Linked DNA regions of Mus musculus: regions 1, 2, 3, 5 and 6 are each linked to region 4. Evidence: chromatin contacts called from public promoter capture Hi-C data. All regions are on one chromosome and are shown on one strand. The core of a region is the stretch at or near the end of the contact, and the rest is flanking DNA. Distances in the headings are between cores, read along the strand shown.

The links. Promoter capture Hi-C pulls out the DNA fragments that hold promoters and counts their contacts. Capture Hi-C pulls out chosen DNA fragments and counts their contacts.
Region 1: a contact with region 4 is called in a promoter capture Hi-C map of erythroid cells, with 4 times the contacts expected there. The contact joins the promoter of Nemf here to the promoter of Tmx1 in region 4. A contact is called at or near these places in 3 of 39 promoter capture datasets (erythroid cells, liver and pre-B cells) and 1 of 484 Hi-C or Micro-C datasets (B cells).
Region 2: a contact with region 4 is called in a promoter capture Hi-C map of liver, with 4 times the contacts expected there. The contact joins the promoter of Rtn1 here to the promoter of Tmx1 in region 4. A contact is called at or near these places in 2 of 39 promoter capture datasets (both in liver).
Region 3: a promoter capture Hi-C map of pre-B cells shows a contact between it and region 4, with 7 times the contacts expected there. The contact joins the promoter of Rpl36al here to the promoter of Tmx1 in region 4. A contact is called at or near these places in 5 of 39 promoter capture datasets (the C10 cell line, the HPC-7 cell line, erythroid cells and 2 more) and 1 of 115 datasets of contacts at active chromatin or transcription factors (cardiomyocytes).
Region 5: a contact with region 4 is called in a promoter capture Hi-C map of liver, with 3 times the contacts expected there. The contact joins the promoter of Rps29 here to the promoter of Tmx1 in region 4. A contact is called at or near these places in 2 of 39 promoter capture datasets (erythroid cells and pre-B cells) and 2 of 9 other capture datasets (adipose tissue and liver).
Region 6: a promoter capture Hi-C map of pre-B cells shows a contact between it and region 4, with 4 times the contacts expected there. The contact joins the promoter of Klhdc2 here to the promoter of Tmx1 in region 4. A contact is called at or near these places in 2 of 39 promoter capture datasets (erythroid cells and pre-B cells).

Annotation. Positions count from the first base shown.
Region 1 is chr12:69,355,710-69,358,429 of GRCm38.p6, reverse strand. Nemf (nuclear export mediator factor) reads left to right here and starts at 1,254. Exons shown (of 33, transcript NM_025441.3): 1 at 1,254-1,379; 2 at 2,083-2,151; 3 at 2,298-2,400. The coding sequence starts at 1,321.
Region 2 is chr12:72,407,580-72,410,396 of GRCm38.p6, reverse strand. Rtn1 (reticulon 1) reads left to right here and starts at 1,343. Exons shown (of 9, transcript NM_153457.7): 1 at 1,343-2,086. The coding sequence starts at 1,846.
Region 3 is chr12:69,182,772-69,185,471 of GRCm38.p6, reverse strand. It overlaps Rpl36al (ribosomal protein L36A-like), which reads left to right and starts at 1,405. Exons shown (of 2, transcript NM_025589.4): 1 at 1,405-1,489; 2 at 2,307-2,700. The coding sequence starts at 2,336. The coding sequence ends at 2,656. It overlaps Mgat2 (mannoside acetylglucosaminyltransferase 2), which reads right to left and starts at 1,314. Exons shown (of 1, transcript NM_146035.2): 1 at 1-1,314. The coding sequence starts at 818.
Region 4 is chr12:70,451,757-70,454,487 of GRCm38.p6, reverse strand. It overlaps Tmx1 (thioredoxin-related transmembrane protein 1), which reads right to left and starts at 1,334. Exons shown (of 8, transcript NM_028339.1): 1 at 1,168-1,334. The coding sequence starts at 1,319.
Region 5 is chr12:69,157,814-69,160,642 of GRCm38.p6, reverse strand. Rps29 (ribosomal protein S29) reads left to right here and starts at 1,457. Exons shown (of 3, transcript NM_009093.2): 1 at 1,457-1,646; 2 at 1,883-1,982; 3 at 2,822-2,829. The coding sequence starts at 1,585. It also overlaps Rn7s1.
Region 6 is chr12:69,295,348-69,298,047 of GRCm38.p6, reverse strand. Klhdc2 (kelch domain containing 2) reads right to left here and starts at 1,367. Exons shown (of 13, transcript NM_027117.3): 1 at 901-1,367. The coding sequence starts at 1,053.

The DNA of each region.
Region 1 (2,720 bases), core at 5-2,504, 1.1 Mb after region 4:
AATAGAAACTAGATTAACACATTTGCCAACATTAAAGGTTTATGATCTATCTGGGCATGATAGTATGTACCTGCAATTCCAATACCAATGAGGCTGGAATCAGAGGGAGACTGAGGACAGCCTGGCTTATAGGGTGAGTTTAGACTAACCTTGACTATATAGCATGCCCTGTCTCAAAAGCAGAGTAATTACAAAAATCCTTATGTTTTTAGATATACAAATTTGACACTTTCCCTGCTTTCTTTTGCTTTTTTGGTCACCCATTCTAAGAACTTATAGCGATGTGAATGCTAATGACTTTAAACTTTTAAATACATGTTTCACTGATTTTAAAATTCCTCCAGTTTCTAAATGTGTTGGTAATTTCAGCACTCAAAAAGGCAGAGACAAGAAAATTCAGAGTTCTAAGGTGTCCTGGGCTACATAGAAAGACCCTGTATCAAAAATGACCATGACAACCACCCCCCCACACACACACACCTTCCACTGTCCAAAACTAGTAGATTTTTGTTCTTAGTTTTAGATTTGTTTATTACTAACATTAGAACTTTTAAAAAGAAAAATTTAGACGAATTAACTATCGTATATTTGAACCCTGAATAATTTATGTATGAATTGGTAGCATGCAGAACTTGAAGCAGTTTAGAGAACGCTGGGGTGTGGGAGGAGAACTTTTTCTCCTTCTCCCATGGGAACTCTTACTTTATTTTTATCTGACATCTTTACTTAGTGAATTTTTGAGTATTTGAGGTGCCAAGAATTTATGAAACTCGGGCTATATAGAACCCCACCCCATTCAACTTGAATGAGAATTCTACAGTATGCCGCAGAATCCTATTTCGGAGAGTAGTACCCAGCAAAATAGGAACCCATCTCTACGGCTTGTCAGAGTCAGGGAAAACCAACCGTTGGTTTTTGTCTAGTCTCAAATTCGCGTTTAGAAAGACCCCTTGCTCTTCCATCCTGAGCGATAGCGCCTTCCTGGGGCAACTGATTAATGGTTAATGACCTACAGGATCCTAATGGAGACCCATTTTAATCCCCAAACAAGGGGACGGGATTAACCCGGTCATTGTTCAAGGAAAGGACGCAGTTTCGAGAAGGTAGTTAGTTCTATGTCGAGTTTTTTTTACACAGTGAAAAAAATAATTGATCATGATTTGACAACAAACTTCGGTTAAATAGCGCACTTTCACTATAAGTAATATTGGGTCATTTGGGTTGCCGTAGACACAAGCCAAGCGCTCATGCGCAGAAGCATAGTGGTCCTGCGTCGGCTCAGTCCCTGAAAGGACTGCGGTAGCGACACGCAGCCTAGCCATGAAGAGCCGGTTCAGCACGGTTGACCTCCGCGCAGTGCTCGCGGAACTGAATGCGAGGTATGGTGGTGGGAGTGGACAGGCTCGTTCACAGCAGAGGGAGCGGAGGCCGGGCACCGGGTGGTCGCGAGACGGAGAGCCTCACGGTCGTCCCGGTGCCTCGGGGATTCTCTAGGCCTGGGGGCCGAGCCCGGGGCCGGTGCCCCCGGGAGACACCCCCCCCCCCCCCCCCCCCGGGGACCGTGCCTGATGCTGCATCTCCCTGGCGCTGATTCCGAGAGGTCTTGCCGGGGTGGCCTGAGTCCCGCAGCGAGCGTTTGGTAGAACGGGAGTGATCGTCTTTGCTCCAGACTGGCGGCCTGGCTTCTTCAGAATTCCCGTCCTTCTTCCCAAAGAGAAGTAGCAGGGCCTTCCAGCTGAAATGGGCAGATTTGGACCTGTGTCCTGGACTTGTCGCCTATTCAGCTGTGTGAGCTTTGTCGCATTTTCGGGGACTCGGCTACTTCCTCCGCTCCGAATAAGTCATTTAGACTTAATTTTACTGTATTTACACCCCCCACCCCACCCCAGCACTAGTAGTCTGGTGTTACTGAGATCAACAGGCCACTTTTGTGCTTAAAAGTCTACATTTAATTTGAGGATACCTTTATAGGCGGTGGAGGTATCTTAGCGGAAGAGTTCCTTTTCCACAACACCAATAAATGATGGAAAGTTTTGCTTCAACCAAGAACAATGATTTGTTATATGTTTCTTTTTTTTTCAGCTTGCTAGGAATGAGAGTAAACAACGTTTATGATGTGGATAACAAGACATATCTTATTCGGCTTCAAAAGTAAGAATATTTTATAAGATTGTTTTTGGTAAATTATGATATATATATATATATATATATCCTGCATTTTAGGTTTTGTTTTTTTAAATTCAGAGAATAAGTTTTGGCAAATTCCCTAAAGAAAAATTTGGCTTTCTCTTGAACAGACCTGATTTTAAAGCTACACTGTTACTTGAGTCTGGTATACGTATTCATACAACAGAATTTGAGTGGCCTAAGAACATGATGCCGTCGAGTTTTGCCATGAAGGTAAATTTTAAGTTTGGAGCTAATTTTTAAAACTCCATTTATCTATCTATTTATCATGTATGTATGTATGTGTGTGTGTGTGTGTGTCTGTGTAGGTGGAAACAACAAACAGGTACAACTTGGGGCTCTCAAGTGAATGTCAGAAGACAACCTGGGGGGGAGTCAGTTTTGCTGTGAGATGAGGGGTCAGGGGTAAGATCCAACTTAAATCCCCAGACTTGATCCATGTGCCTTAATCTGCTGACCTGGAACTTGCTTCATTGTTGTTGTTGTTGTTGTTGTTGATCCATGTGCCTTAATCTGCTGACCTGGAACTTGCT
Region 2 (2,817 bases), core at 94-2,593, 2.0 Mb before region 4:
GTATTCCTTAATAGCCATGTGCTTCCAGTGTTCTTGGCATATTAATAATGAAACTGTAAGAAAGTTCCTCCCTGGCATTCTTGATACATTATGGCATTCTAAACAAGGTGCCTATTATCTTATGTTAAAAAAAGCTATAATGATTCAGGATAACCAAGAATTTGTTATTACAGAGGGAGATAATTTTTATAGCTTTATTAGAATAACTGGTACACATTGAATTGCACACATACACATGACAACTTGATTTTTGTCCCATGCATACAACTGTGATGCCATTGTCACTATGAAGATAATGAACATATTTCATAGAAACCAATTTTTTCAAAGGTGTAGTGGTTTGTGTGTGTGTGTGTGTATTGGAGTTACAGGCAAGTGTGAGCTGTCAGGTCTGGTCCCCCGGAAAAGCAGCAATCACTCTTAAATACTAAGCTGTCTCTCTGGACTCAGGAATTAATTTTTAATACATCAATCTGTAAAATTTTGGTGACTGTAAGATTACACACATTTTCCTCCAATTTATTGCTATCTTTTGAGCATTGTTGTACTAGTAGAACAAAAGATTACAGTGAATAAAAAATTTTCTATTTTCATCATTTTTAGGAGTCCCAGATGTTGATGACTCTGGCCTTTGAATTTACAGATAGTTGTGATGCTCCTGGTATGCAAATGGTAGCTGAGAACCCTACACAACCACTCTGCATGCAAGGGCACAGTTGCCTTCCACTTTTTTTGAGTAGGACTAACCGATAACTGTACTCATCTACTCTGATGTTAGACTTGAGCCAAGACTTAAAGGAAAGGCACACACCATTTTACAGTTCAGGAACCGGTAAGACGGCTTGTTTGAAAAGATAGGTCTAAATAGGTCTAAATATGGGAATAGCACATGTAGGTGAGTCGCCTTTACTGTTCATTAAGTATCAGAGAGCACAGAAAAGGGGTGGGGAGGGGGAGCAAGAAGTTCCTGTGGATTTCCACTTCTCAAAACAGACTGCCCAACACGGCCTGTCATTTATATGGCACAGCCATTTGTTGTTGCTGTTGCTGTCGTCGTCGTTGTTGTTGTTTAATGCCTGGTAGCATCCTGTTTGCTTTCAATGCTACTTGGGACAGGTCTGGAAAGCATTTTTGTGGAGTTCCATCTGAGGGCCCATTCCTATACTGTTTTGTTATTGTTTTTGTTTGTTTGTTTGGGCCGGTTCTGGAAACTTCAGGATGAAGGATTTAACCTCCAGGTTGCAGATCACCAGGTCAAGGCTCAGGCCAGTGTCCTTTATGCAGCTAACCCTCAGAACGGTTGTTCTGAGATTCGCTTTCTATCCTAGAGTCCTAGGACTCCAGTCTGGTTTTAACTTCTTGTCTAGTCAAGCTGCAGCCAGTACCTGCTGGTCCTCTCTGTGTATTCTTCCCCAGATAAAGGGTAAAACAAGTGGGTTTGGCACATCCCCTAATCAGAGGCTGCCATTAACAGGCCCGGGGCTGACGTGCATTAGGGAGGACTCGGACCAAGCAGGCCATTTTCACCTGCGTAATAACAGGCTTGGGAGTAGCGAAGCAGCGCAGGCACAGCAAGCTGCCTCTGGAGCAGGGGAGGAGCGCGGGCGGCAGCCGCCCCGGGGCCCCGGAGGAAGAGGAGGGGGAGAAGGAGGAGCCGAAGCGCCCAGAACAGCAGCCGCGGCTCGGCCCGAGTTGCAGCAAAAGCAGCGACGGTGGCGCGGAGACTCTGCAGCCTTCTGGAGTCCGGAGTCCCGGTAGGGACAGCAGCAGGGAGCGTCCGCGTCCCTAGCCAGCGCACCCCGGCCTTGCCAAGCCACAGTAGCCCAGCCTGGGGCACAGCCAGCCATGGCCGCACCGCCGGATCTGCAAGATGAGCCGCTGTCTCTGGGTAGCCCCGGGTCCCAGTGGTTCGGGGGCCGGGGGGATGGGGAAGACGAAGCGACGGCGGTGATGGGGGCCAGGCCAGCGCAGCAGGATGGGGAGCCCGCCTGGGGGTCGGGCGCTGGAGCTGGGGTAACGTCGTCGCGGGAACTGTGCTCCGGCCCCGCCCGGTCGCCTCCCGTCGCCATGGAAACTGCATCCACAGGTAAGCCGGCCCGCACCGCGACCCCGCAAATGGAGGCCGGGACCGTGTTTCTTGTGGGTCCCCTAGTCCACAGCTTTTCTCTGCGTCTTCCTGGCCTGTCTACCTGGAGGTAGGGGTTCGCTCCTGGCGACTGTAAATATTAGCGGACTGGTGGAAAACAGCAGGGTGCTGCCAGCGGCTAGGAGGAAGAAGGCTGTTGGTCCAGTAATTTCATTTTTACTCTTTTTTCAGCCTTAGACATTGTCCTCGTTGGCAAGCCTGGCTTCTGTTGCGCCCCGGAACAAGTTTTCTCTTCTTGTCAGGGGTCTCAGGGCAGCAGGGCGGGGAGTGACAGGTTGTGATGTTTTTCTGGGGCGTGTTTGCGCTCAGCGAGCTCCACAGCAGAGATAGACGACTGCCTATCAGCGGGCGGGCCCACCGCCTCAGGACCCTCCCGCTGGGTTTAGGGCACCGGAGTACCGCAGAGACTTTATTTTCCCTTTCTCTTCCCTCAAGGAATCACCACACCCTACTCCTTTCCAGTTTTCCTCCAGCTCAGCTCTTTCTCCCGCGCAGAAAACAAACCCCCATGAGTCCCAAGCTGAATTCCGGAGGGACAGCATTGTTGGGAAGGTTGGAAGTTGTAGCCTTCTTTCTTTATTTCCTAGCCGCTCTTTTCTGAATCTATCAGAGTATTGAAACTTGAACCCCCTAAAATGTGAAGGTCTTAGCAGCTGCAGATTGGAATGCTG
Region 3 (2,700 bases), core at 156-2,655, 1.3 Mb after region 4:
AGTTTCCACATCTTTTTGAAGACATGGTAAAAGTCTGGGGCTAAGTAGTGGTCCTCTTCCAGGAAGAGTATAAGGCCAGTGTAATCTTGAAGAACTTTGACTCTTTCCCATACAAAATGCAGCTTCCACCACCAATGGTGTTTGGTTTGTGAGAACTTGGCCTCTCTGTAATGGCCGAAGGAGTCAGGGTATTCGGCATTGATGCACCCCAACTTCAGAGCTGCATTCTTCTTTAGGTCTCTGGGGCAATCTCTAGGGTCACTACCCGGAAACTCATTCGGGTACAGCTGAATGCTGAACGGAAAGAACACTTGCAGAACCGGGCAGAAATCCACCCTGGAGATCAGACTGTTGATCTCTGCGGACCAGAAGTCATGGCTAAAGATGACTAGGACTTCCTGAATACCCTGGGCTTTGCGAAGCGAGTCTATCAGCAACCTGAGGTATTCCGGCCTGTTATGCACCTGGACCACCAGCACCAGCTCCCCGGGGCTCCAGGTGCCGTCATTACCGACGTTCCTCAGCATCTGATCGAAGTTCAACTGGTACACCAGGGACCGGTACCGCAGCGTTAGGTTGTCCACCTCCGGCCGCGGGACCGCGGGAACCAGAGGAGCGGCCGATTCGTTTGAGACCCTGCGGATGCCTACGGACACAGCAAGGTGGCCCGCACCCCGTACGGGCTCCGCGTCCAGCAGCGGCGGGCCAAGGGCGTCGCTCTTCCTTTGTCGCCCATTGCTACTCCAGAGGACGAAGCCGCAGGCGGCCACCACGAGCGTCAGGATTAGCACCTTCCGTTTGTAGATGCGGAACCTCATGGTCTCCAGGGCCCGGAGCGCGGGCGCGGAAAAGAAGCTGGCGGCCTCTGCACGGAAGGGGCGGGCGGGCGGCGCCGTCGCCTTGGCCTGCAGCCCTAGGAACTGGCCCCCGCGGCGGCCCTCGCTAACTCATCCCGGGCTCCGGCGTCCTGGGGCCCGAAGGCTCTCAACTGCCTCGCGCCGCCCGGGCTCCGCGCATCCTCTCTGGCAGTTGCAGCTCCGGCAGCCGCCCCGCCGCTACGAGCCGCGGCTCAACGTCGCCTCGGTCCTCTCCATTCAGCACCCGGGGGTCCCGGAAGAAGCCCCGCCGCGGTCGCCGACACCGTGATTCCTTTACCTGCGCTGCCCGTGGCTCTGCGTCCTCTGCGCGCTCATCCTTGCTCGCACGGCGGAACGGCGACACCGAACGCCGCAGCCTCGCCCCGCTCCGGCAGCGACCGCTCTGACAAGCCGCGACTGGCCTGCGAGCGCCCGGGCCCTCCGGCCCACACCCTCCGCCCCGCCCCGCCCCGCCGGGCGCTGATTGGCGCTTCTCAGAAGCCTCCGGAGGAGGCCGCTGCTTATTGGTTCGCATTCCCGTCGCTCAGGTTCAGTTCCGACTTCCGCTCTGTTCGTCCCTTTCCTGTTCGGCGCGTGCGGTTGAGTCGGGGATCGCGGCGGCCGGTCTCTCGGTAAGTCTGGAGCAGAGCGGTAGCTGCTTCCTTGGGGACCGCGGTCGCCTGGAAGCCGGAGCCGACCTAGCTCTTTGAGGCGTCGGAAAGGGGCAGGTGCTGCCCGCCGCGGCTTGAGGTCAGCCCGCGGCTCTCTCGGAAGAGACCGCTCCAGCATGGCGGCTCCCGGGCGGCGAGGCGTGCTGGCTGCTAACGACACGTCAGCCTTCGGGCCCGCTGGAGAGTGACGGTGCTTTAGAGGGGGTGAAGCCAAAACAGACTGACGTGGCTGGGGGGAAGGAACGAGCCCGGTTGTTGCAGAAACGACTATATTTCGTTGTAAGCCATTCGTAGCTAGAAAACGGAGGGAATTGCTGTGGGGTAGTCCGAGCAAAACTTCTCTACCCGGACGCCACTGCGTTGTCCTTGCAGTGAGACCTAAGAAATTGGACGCTGGTTTGGGGAGAACTGTAATGGCCACTCCAAGTGTCAGTTCCTTTGGACGCTAAGGCAGACCTCAACTAGCAATCCTCTGCCTCAGCCTCCCAGGACACACTCCATCAGGTCTGAGTTTTTAACTGTTAATGCCTCGTTTTAGTTTAAAAAAACAAAAAACAGTTTTTCTATAGGCTTGAAGTGGTAAGGATTGAACCCCGGTGTTTAAGCCAGTGCTCATCCACTCAGCTGCGTGTTGGCCTTTTATTCACGTGGGAAATGAGTACTTGGTGGGTTCACAAATTTTCGAACATTACTGTTTTTTTTTTATATGTTCCTACAAATTATACCTGTTTAAAACTTTCGAGTTTGAAGATCTTTAATGTCTGAAACTTTCTTACAGTTCTCATCGCAGACACTTCTACTGCAAACATGGTCAACGTACCAAAAACCCGAAGGACTTTCTGTAAGAAATGTGGCAAGCATCAGCCTCACAAAGTGACCCAGTATAAGAAGGGCAAGGATTCCCTGTATGCCCAAGGAAAGCGGCGCTACGATCGCAAGCAGAGTGGCTACGGTGGGCAGACAAAGCCAATCTTTCGAAAGAAGGCCAAAACCACAAAGAAGATTGTGCTCAGGCTTGAGTGTGTTGAGCCCAACTGCAGATCCAAGAGGATGCTGGCCATTAAGAGATGCAAGCATTTTGAACTGGGAGGCGACAAGAAGAGGAAGGGCCAAGTGATCCAGTTCTAAAACTTGTGTTCTCTGAGAGGAAAATACTGAAGCAGTAGAGAAAT
Region 4 (2,731 bases), core at 85-2,584:
TCTCTCTTGAGGATGTTCACTTCCACCTCTTCCTTAGTGTACAGCCCTAAACACAATCACAACATAGGCAAACACCAGAATCTTGCTTAAGGGTTGCTAACAACGCTTGCATATATTTACTCTTGAAGCCCAACAAAGCTACTATGACAGCATCTGAACAGGCCAATCGGTAAAGCAGGGGATGGGAGTGGTTATCTACTATAAGGAATTATGTAGAATAATTACCCACCCCAAAACATATGTAAAGATACTGGGTAGTGTCAGTAAACAATGACCATTCAATGGTGGTGCTTTCGCCACATCAATAATGCCGTATCAGGAACACTGTCAATTAACCATTCCACTAATTTATCATCTAAGACAAAGGCCAAAGGTAGTTTATTTCCTACAGCAGCAGGACGGCGGACACTGTTGAAGTAGAATTATCACACAAGATAAGTGATTTTGTTTGAATAGTAAATGATGAACTGGAGTATTTAAAGGGCCTATCAATAATCATACTAATGCATGTGCAATACCATTCGCAGGCCTGTAAATCACAATTCAAGCCATTCTCTAAATTGCAAACGCACCGGTCAAGGAAAAATGAGGTTCATATCAAAAGAAATGAATGTAGGCAAGAAGAAAAAAAAAGAAAATAAAGATTTTAATATATTCCCATTTATTTGGCATTTACAATTTAAAAAAACTAACTCACAAAATAAAAATAAATAAAGAGCTCAAAATTCAGGCATTACAAATACCAATTTCCGAATAAACATAGCAATTTCCGAATGACAGGTTAAAAGCAAGATTTTGTTCAATATCAACTTTTGTAAAAATTTGGAGACTTAAAGTCTGGATGTCTACAAAAGATCACTAAAAGTCTATAGAAACAGCCAAGACCTCCATCGCAACCCAATCCCACCCTCAAATCCGCTAGTCTGTTCCAGAGAATTCGATGTAGCTCGTAATCCTTTAATCGCACCACAGTGCTTAGCAACGACGAGGCTCAGTGCACGCTTAGATAGAAAAGTAATATTCCCGGTTAGGAAATGACCCTGGAGCTGGGGGCGGCAAAGGCTGGGACCTCAAGACCTGGCCGAGGAAGATGGGCTGGTCAGGTGTCCAGCTTGAGGGACGGGGCGGCGGAGGCCACCGCCACCCAGACAAGCGCCCCGCACTCACAATTCTATCATCCACTCTCCTTCCAGCAACGACGTCCAGTTCTCATCGGTGAGGACGCGCACGTTATTCCGCCGTCCGTGGGCCCCAGGGACCGCCCAGAGCAGCAGGACCAGAGCTGCCAGGGGAACCATAAGACGCCCCAAGTGCGCCATGTCAGCCGCTCACCCAGCCTCAGCGCGTTCCCGCTCCACCTCCCCGCCGCAGCTCCACTTCCGCTCTGGCGGCCGCTCCGCTCATGCGCACAAGGAGCCAGCCAGGCGCGCGAGCCCCACCCACTCCCCGCCAGCAACTCAGTGCGCATGTCCGGGCCCTGTTCCTCCTGCGGGAGATGGAGAGGGAAAGCGGGAAATGCGTCTATCTCGGAGCTCACGACTGAAGAGGCGCTTGCCGGCTGTGGTCCCTCGAAAAGCCCTAGAAGGGGCGGTAGGCGGAGGGATCAGGGTGATGCTCTAGAGATGAGTGACCCTGTCGTGCCCACCAGTGCCTAGTAAGGTCACTATGACAGTTTTCTCAGGAACTTTCCCCTTTCAAAATATCACCAGTTAGACGAATGTAGGAGGAGGTCACCAGCCCCTTTACCCTGGCCCTAGGCAAACAGGCATCTACTTTTTGTCCTGGCTACTTTACTAATTGAATCTTGTGTTGTCCCTGTTGACTGACTTATTTTAACTCTTTAAGCATGAGTCCCCGAATTTCCTCTAACACATTCGTAATGAGGCTTTGTCACCCCCTGGCTCTCCGAGGTAGTTTTTATTGCCTGTTCTTTGCTTTCCTGTATATGGGTTATATTTTCCTGTCTTTGCACAACTCAAAAATCTCTTCTTGGAAACTAGGGTTTTAGGGTCTGTAATTCTAGATGTTGATTCCCCTTGTGGCTCTCCATCTTCTGTTCCTCTTGTTGTTTGATTGTTTAGTGAGTTGGCAAGGCAATTCTAGTGAAGTCTGTTTCTCAGAGATTACAGCCCTGGGTGGGTCATCTGGGCGATAGTGGTTTTAGCAGGGCTCATTCCATATCACTTTTTGGGATGTGTTTGCCTCACTTATTTCCAGCTGTAATATTACATGAAGTGCTCACCGATAACTTGTTTTTGTTTTGTTTTAATTCTCAGAGCATACATTGTTCCACAGCCTAATACATTTTGGCAGATGGTTTTGAGGTCAGTGGTTGAAATTTATTTTAAGCCCAGGATGATTCTTCACTGTCTCTTTTCTTAGGTCTCTCTGGTGAACTAAGTGGCTTATGCACTGGCATCTTGTTCTTACTTAAGGAAAACTTTTTTTATTTTTTTGGAGTGACTTTAGGCCTGACCGTTTCTCCATACTCTTATTTAATAAAGTCATTTCTTTGGGGAGAGTTCAGAACTGACTCTCCTGGGCACAAGCAGCCTCAGTCATTATTCTAGGTGCAGTGTAGACCAGCAGGATCTACTTTTCTGGACTTCTAGTGGTGTATAGTCTTTATCACTTGAACAAAAAGGTTGAGGGGGTGTCTGGAGATTTCTCAGTCTGCTGTACCCAGCGCTTTCACTGTGCATGTCATGTCCTTGTGACCTGCACTTGGAAG
Region 5 (2,829 bases), core at 208-2,707, 1.3 Mb after region 4:
AGTACCCTCCTGTGTTCTCCCGTTTGTTTAGTTGTATTACATGTTGTCAAAGCAAGACAGAGAGATAGATCAACAACAACAACAGAACTGGAATTGAAAAGGTGAGGGAATCGCGGTGTGTGTGTTTGTTTATGTGTATATGTGTGTGTGTATTTGTATATGTGTATATGTGTGTGTGTGTTTGTGTAAAACACTAGATTTGAAGACTGACAACAGACATTAAATTATATCTGGTCTTTAAATCTGTGACTCTTTCATTATGAAATAATTGGGTAAGGATTGTCTACCAAAATTTTGAAGTAGCATACTTTAAAGTTTTTTTTAAAGTTTCTATTAAAAGTCTTCTACAAAAGGCTTTTTTTCTTAATTTTACTCTGCTACATTCTAGATTTAGTTAAAGCTTTTATTTCAGGGGGCAGGGCTTTGTGCAATTTTAGGTTTTATTTTTATTTTATATATTTTTTATTTTTTATAAATTTGTCTTTTGAAGTTTGTCGTTACTTGTTTTGCTATTAAATTATCTGATGAAAACAACTTTTATTTTATATTACTTTTCTTCATATTCATCCACTTAGCCTGCGTTTGGTGGCACAAGCAAGCCCATTATTAGAGGCTGAGACATTAGGATAGGGAGTGTGAGTCTATTATGGGCAAAATGAGAGTCTTGGGCCAGTCTTGTCTACACAAAAACAAATGAAAAGTAAATGTAGGCGATTATATTTAGGTATCAAGGGTGGTATACTCACATATACGTAAGACCCTATTTTCCATCCATGGAATGATGTGGATTTCTTTTTGGAGTATATGAGGTCAAAAGATTTAATAAGAGGCCCCTATCGTTGACTCTTACTCATTACACTTGATTTAAGTTGTCATATAATTTCACGCCAGTAGGTGTCAGTAGTGAGTAAAGGAAAAAAAAAATCACGTTTGTAAGCGAACGTTTGTGTTAAGACAATGTAAAAAATTAAGGTTGAAATGTATTATATGAGAAAAGGGTGAATTAAAAAGAAAGTGAGAATAATGTTAATATTATTAAGTGTCCAAAAAGAGACGGGGTCTCGCTATGTTGCCCAGGCTGGAGTGCAGTGGCTATTCACAGGCGCGATCCCACTACTGATCAGCACGGGAGTTTTGACCTGCTCCGTTTCCGACCTGGGCCGGTTCACCCCTCCTTAGGCAACCTGGTGGTCCCCCGCTCCCGGGAGGTCACCATATTGATGCCGAACTTAGTGCGGACACCCGATCGGCATAGCGCACTACAGCCCAGAACTCCTGGACTCAAGCGATCCTCCTGTCTCAGCCTCCCGAGTAGCTGGGACTACAGGCGTGCGCCACCGCGCCCGGCGAGCGCTGAGAGCGACGGGGAGATACTAGAGCTGCGGCGGGCCGTGACGTCACTCACTGTGCCCGCCCAGCCAGCCTTAGAAATGTCACTCAGAGCACGCGGACCAATGTTGTCGCACGGCGTACGCGTCACGTCTTAGCGTTGTATTCTGGGTAGCGTGTAGCTCCAAAAAACTTTGAAGAGCGCCTGCGCGAGCCGACTCGTTCCTTTCTCCTCGTTGGGCGTCTGAAGGCAAGATGGGTCACCAGCAGCTCTACTGGAGTCACCCACGGAAGTTCGGCCAGGGTTCCCGCTCTTGGTGAGGAGCGGGTTGTGGAGACCGCGGTTAGAGGGAAGGGCCATTGTTGGTGACTGGGTGTCGGAAATTCAAGGCCCGCGGGCGGCGCGCAGGGCGTTCGGTGCTGCCGTCGCCATTACGGGCTTAGCTAGGCCGGGCCGGGCGGGCCCTGCTGCGGGTGGTGGGGAAGCTGAGGAGTGCTGTACCTTACTGTGGCGGCTCCATTAAGGCCATCTCCTTGTCCTTCCTCCTCCCAGCCGCGTCTGCTCCAACCGCCACGGTCTGATCCGCAAATACGGGCTGAACATGTGCCGCCAGTGCTTCCGGCAGTACGCGAAGGACATAGGCTTCATTAAGGTACGCGCGGTTGGTCGCTGCCGTCCACGATGCACACAGCGGAGGGTTTTAAGAGTTCCAGAAGGGAAGGGTGAAGGGTTTAATGCCTGGTCAGATTTAGGTGTCAGGTGGGTAGGAGGTGGTGCAGTTTCTACATAGTAACTGAATATTCCTAACCCAATACGTGTCTTAAATTTCTGGCCCAGGATGTTTGATCATACTGGGAAGAGCTCTAGACTTCACACACCGAAACCTAAGTGAATCTAGTGAACACACTGCTATGTTTTAGCCAGGGTTTTGGCTTTTTATTTGTTCTAAGGTTGATGTCTCAAAAGTCTCCTTTTTTGGTCAAAACCACTGTATATATATTTCATCTGCTTTTTATTTGTACCAATTTTTTTAAAAAGTATTTTAACCGGGTTTCTCCGTAGCCCTGGCTGTCCTGGAACACAGATTCTCTGCTGGGATTAAAGGTGTGCATCACACCCAGCTGCGGGACCAGTTTTAAATAAACTTGTGTTTAATGGGCCTGCATGGTATTTGACACTGCTGAGGTGCAGCAGAGAGTTTTAAGCTCAGACTTACATTATTGATGAAATAGTTACTGTAAGCCTAGCCTTACAGTTTAGAGACTTGAATGACTCAAGTGTGTCAGGATCGGTCCCTCCTCCGTCTGGTCTAGGTTTTTTCGGGTTAAGATGAACTGCAGAAACGGGCTATTTAGTAACTCCGGAGTACATGACATGGTTAATGTAATTTTGTGTGGTCTTGTATCGGGGAATAACTAGGGGGAACCAGTGGAAATAAATGCCAGAATCACAGTCTAAGTAATAGACTCCGTTTTGTTTTTTTCTTTTCAGTTGGACTA
Region 6 (2,700 bases), core at 118-2,617, 1.2 Mb after region 4:
TATGGGACAGTTGTCTCAAAATGGCCACCTATGATCAGGTCGTCAGTACTATAAGCTATTAGAGTCCTTAAGCAAACCACAGGCGCAGAGAACTGGACTTCCCAAGGGGGGTGGGGGGGCGTCATTTTAACACTAAAATAGTTTTAGGTCAAATGGCTCAAATGAGTGTGCACCACATGAAATCCAAGAACTAGAGTGAGTGTATCATGGAATTCTAAAACCAGTACAGAAGAACCAGTGAGCAGCGGTTTAAGGAGGTAACTGAGCAGTATTCCCCAGCTCGCGGTATAAAACAATGCAAATGACTAAAAAGATACTTGGTCACAAAGTCCAAAGGCCTGCACTCCAATTACATACGCTGCTGGGGATTCACTGGCTATTTTTTCCTTTAAAATCCGCAGTAAGGCCTACTGAGGAGCAATCCTTTCTCAGCTGAGACCAGTTAAGAAAAATGGCCCTGCGTTCAAACAATAGATAGGTGGGGGCATCTGCACAGGTGTTGATGACACCGTTACACCTTCGGGGAGGTTGAGCAAGCGATTCCTGTGGCCTTGGTTCACACAGTGACAATATTGTTGAATATAGTGTCTGTCGGCTAAATGGCCCCAGCTCCGGGCGACCGGGCCCAAAGGTATATGAGTGATTCTCACACACCCTCGCCCCCACCCTTTTCCGTACCTCGGGCCACAGTCACCCGCTACGCGACCCACAATAACAGAACCTCGCTCCGCTCACTCCAAAGACAATGCGTAGGGGGTGCGTGGGATAGGCTGACTCATAAGTTCAAGAGAGCGGTGACAATAGCCCAGGATCCCCGAATCCACCAGGGCAGGGCGGGAAGATGCTCTCCTGAATGAGCAAGAGCCGCGGCGGCGATCGTGCCCACTCCGCCCTACTGACCTTGTAGCCGCCCCAGACGAACATGTGGCGCCCATCGCTGACAGCGACGTGGCCGCTGCGTTCAGCCGGGCAGGCCAGCTCCATGGCCTCGTAGTTCTCGAAGGCCGGGCCCGGCAGATCCTCCGCTCGAGCATCCTCGTTGCCATCAGCCATCTTGAGGCTGCACCGCTGGCCACCGAGACCGCTCCGGCCCCGCAGACGGGAGACAAAGGAAAGCGGAGCGGTGGACCGCGGCGCGCAGCCAGCGCTGACGACCCGCCTGTCCTGCGCTACGCCTCCGCCTCCGGGACGAGCGCTGGGGCGCGCGCCGACAGCGGCTGCGGGTCTCGCGGGGACCGCGCCGCGGCCGGGTCCTGGCTCAGAGCGGGAGAGCGGCCGACGGGGCTCGCACTCGCAGCCCGCCCCGCCTCCGGCCGCCGGGGCCTTGTTTATGCCGCCGCCGGAAGTCGTCCGCAGCGGACACTGTCCCCACGCTCCGGAAGCGCTCTCGCCCCCTGCGCTGCTGAGCCTCCCGTCGTCCGGTCCCACCGCAGTGCTGTCCTACTGCTGTGTAGTCCTCCCAGTCGGGCCCTTGGGCATCTGAGTCCTCCCAACATCCGTCCTCCCGCCTCAGGGTGCTCTGGCCTGGATAGTTCCTAAACCATAACAACCCACCCTTGGGGAAAGAATGCGAATCCCAGACTCACAATCTGGGCTTCTAAGAGGCCAAATGAAAATTACGAATTATTTAAACCCAATTCCTCGCCCATAAAATAAGGCTGGTCTGGAAAACACTTCAGGCTCCTCATTTAAATGGTGGCTCTCCGTGCTGCTCATCTTGTCTTTTTTTTTTTTCTTTCTCCCTCTCTTCGTTTTGGGACTGCTAAATATATACTGAGCAAAATACACACTTAACAAAAACGACCAAAAAAAGCTTTTCTCTTTGAAACTCTCACCAGTTGCTGGAGATGTACTTGCTGAAACACAAGAGTTAAGGGTCTGGGGTTTGAGATTAAAGCGCTGGGATAAAAGGTGTGCTCCACCAGGCAGATTCTGTTTCTTGACCAGATTCATCCAGGTCTCCCTGGGGCAATTTTGCCATGCAAGAGATGTCCAGTGCCCTTGGTGCTGTGCTGAGGGGGGCCTTCCTCACTGCCATTGCAAGAGACAGTCAGAGAGAGAAATGGCCTTCCTGCTGCTGCCCAGGGTGTATACTGTCAAAAAGAGATTGGCAGCGTTTCCACCAGCCACTTCGTGCTGGATGACACTGGAGAAGAAAATCTAGCATCAGTTTCATGTTTGGCGGGTAGAAGACATCTCTCACTGTTGGCCACAACCTCTCACACTGCAAATCTGCTGTAATGTGAATGACCAATTTGCACTAAGCTGAGGTTTGTGGTGAGCAACTGATCGTCCAACAGTGGAAATCACCTTGCCCTAGGGGTCAGGAGCATGCAAGTGGATATTCCTCCACAGATCAGCCTTATTCCAGATGAGCTGCACTTGGACACATTTTACTGCCTCGTGATTATTGTTTGCAAGAAAAATTTGATGGTGTTGTGGGGATAGCCACTAGAGAGGACAGCTCAGACATGAACTTAAGGCAATAGAAAGTCTTTATTAGTTTGGGATCCCAGTGTAGCAACGAGCCTTTCTCAGAGTGAGCTTTTAAGCACAAAACCCATGTTCTGGACGGATACACTTCAGTTAACAAGAACAGTTAGCATCCCAGAGAATCTTGCCACAGAAGCCAGATGAAGGTAATCTACACCACAGAGCCACTGCTGTCCCTTGTCCTCAAGAGACTAGACTTCTGTCACT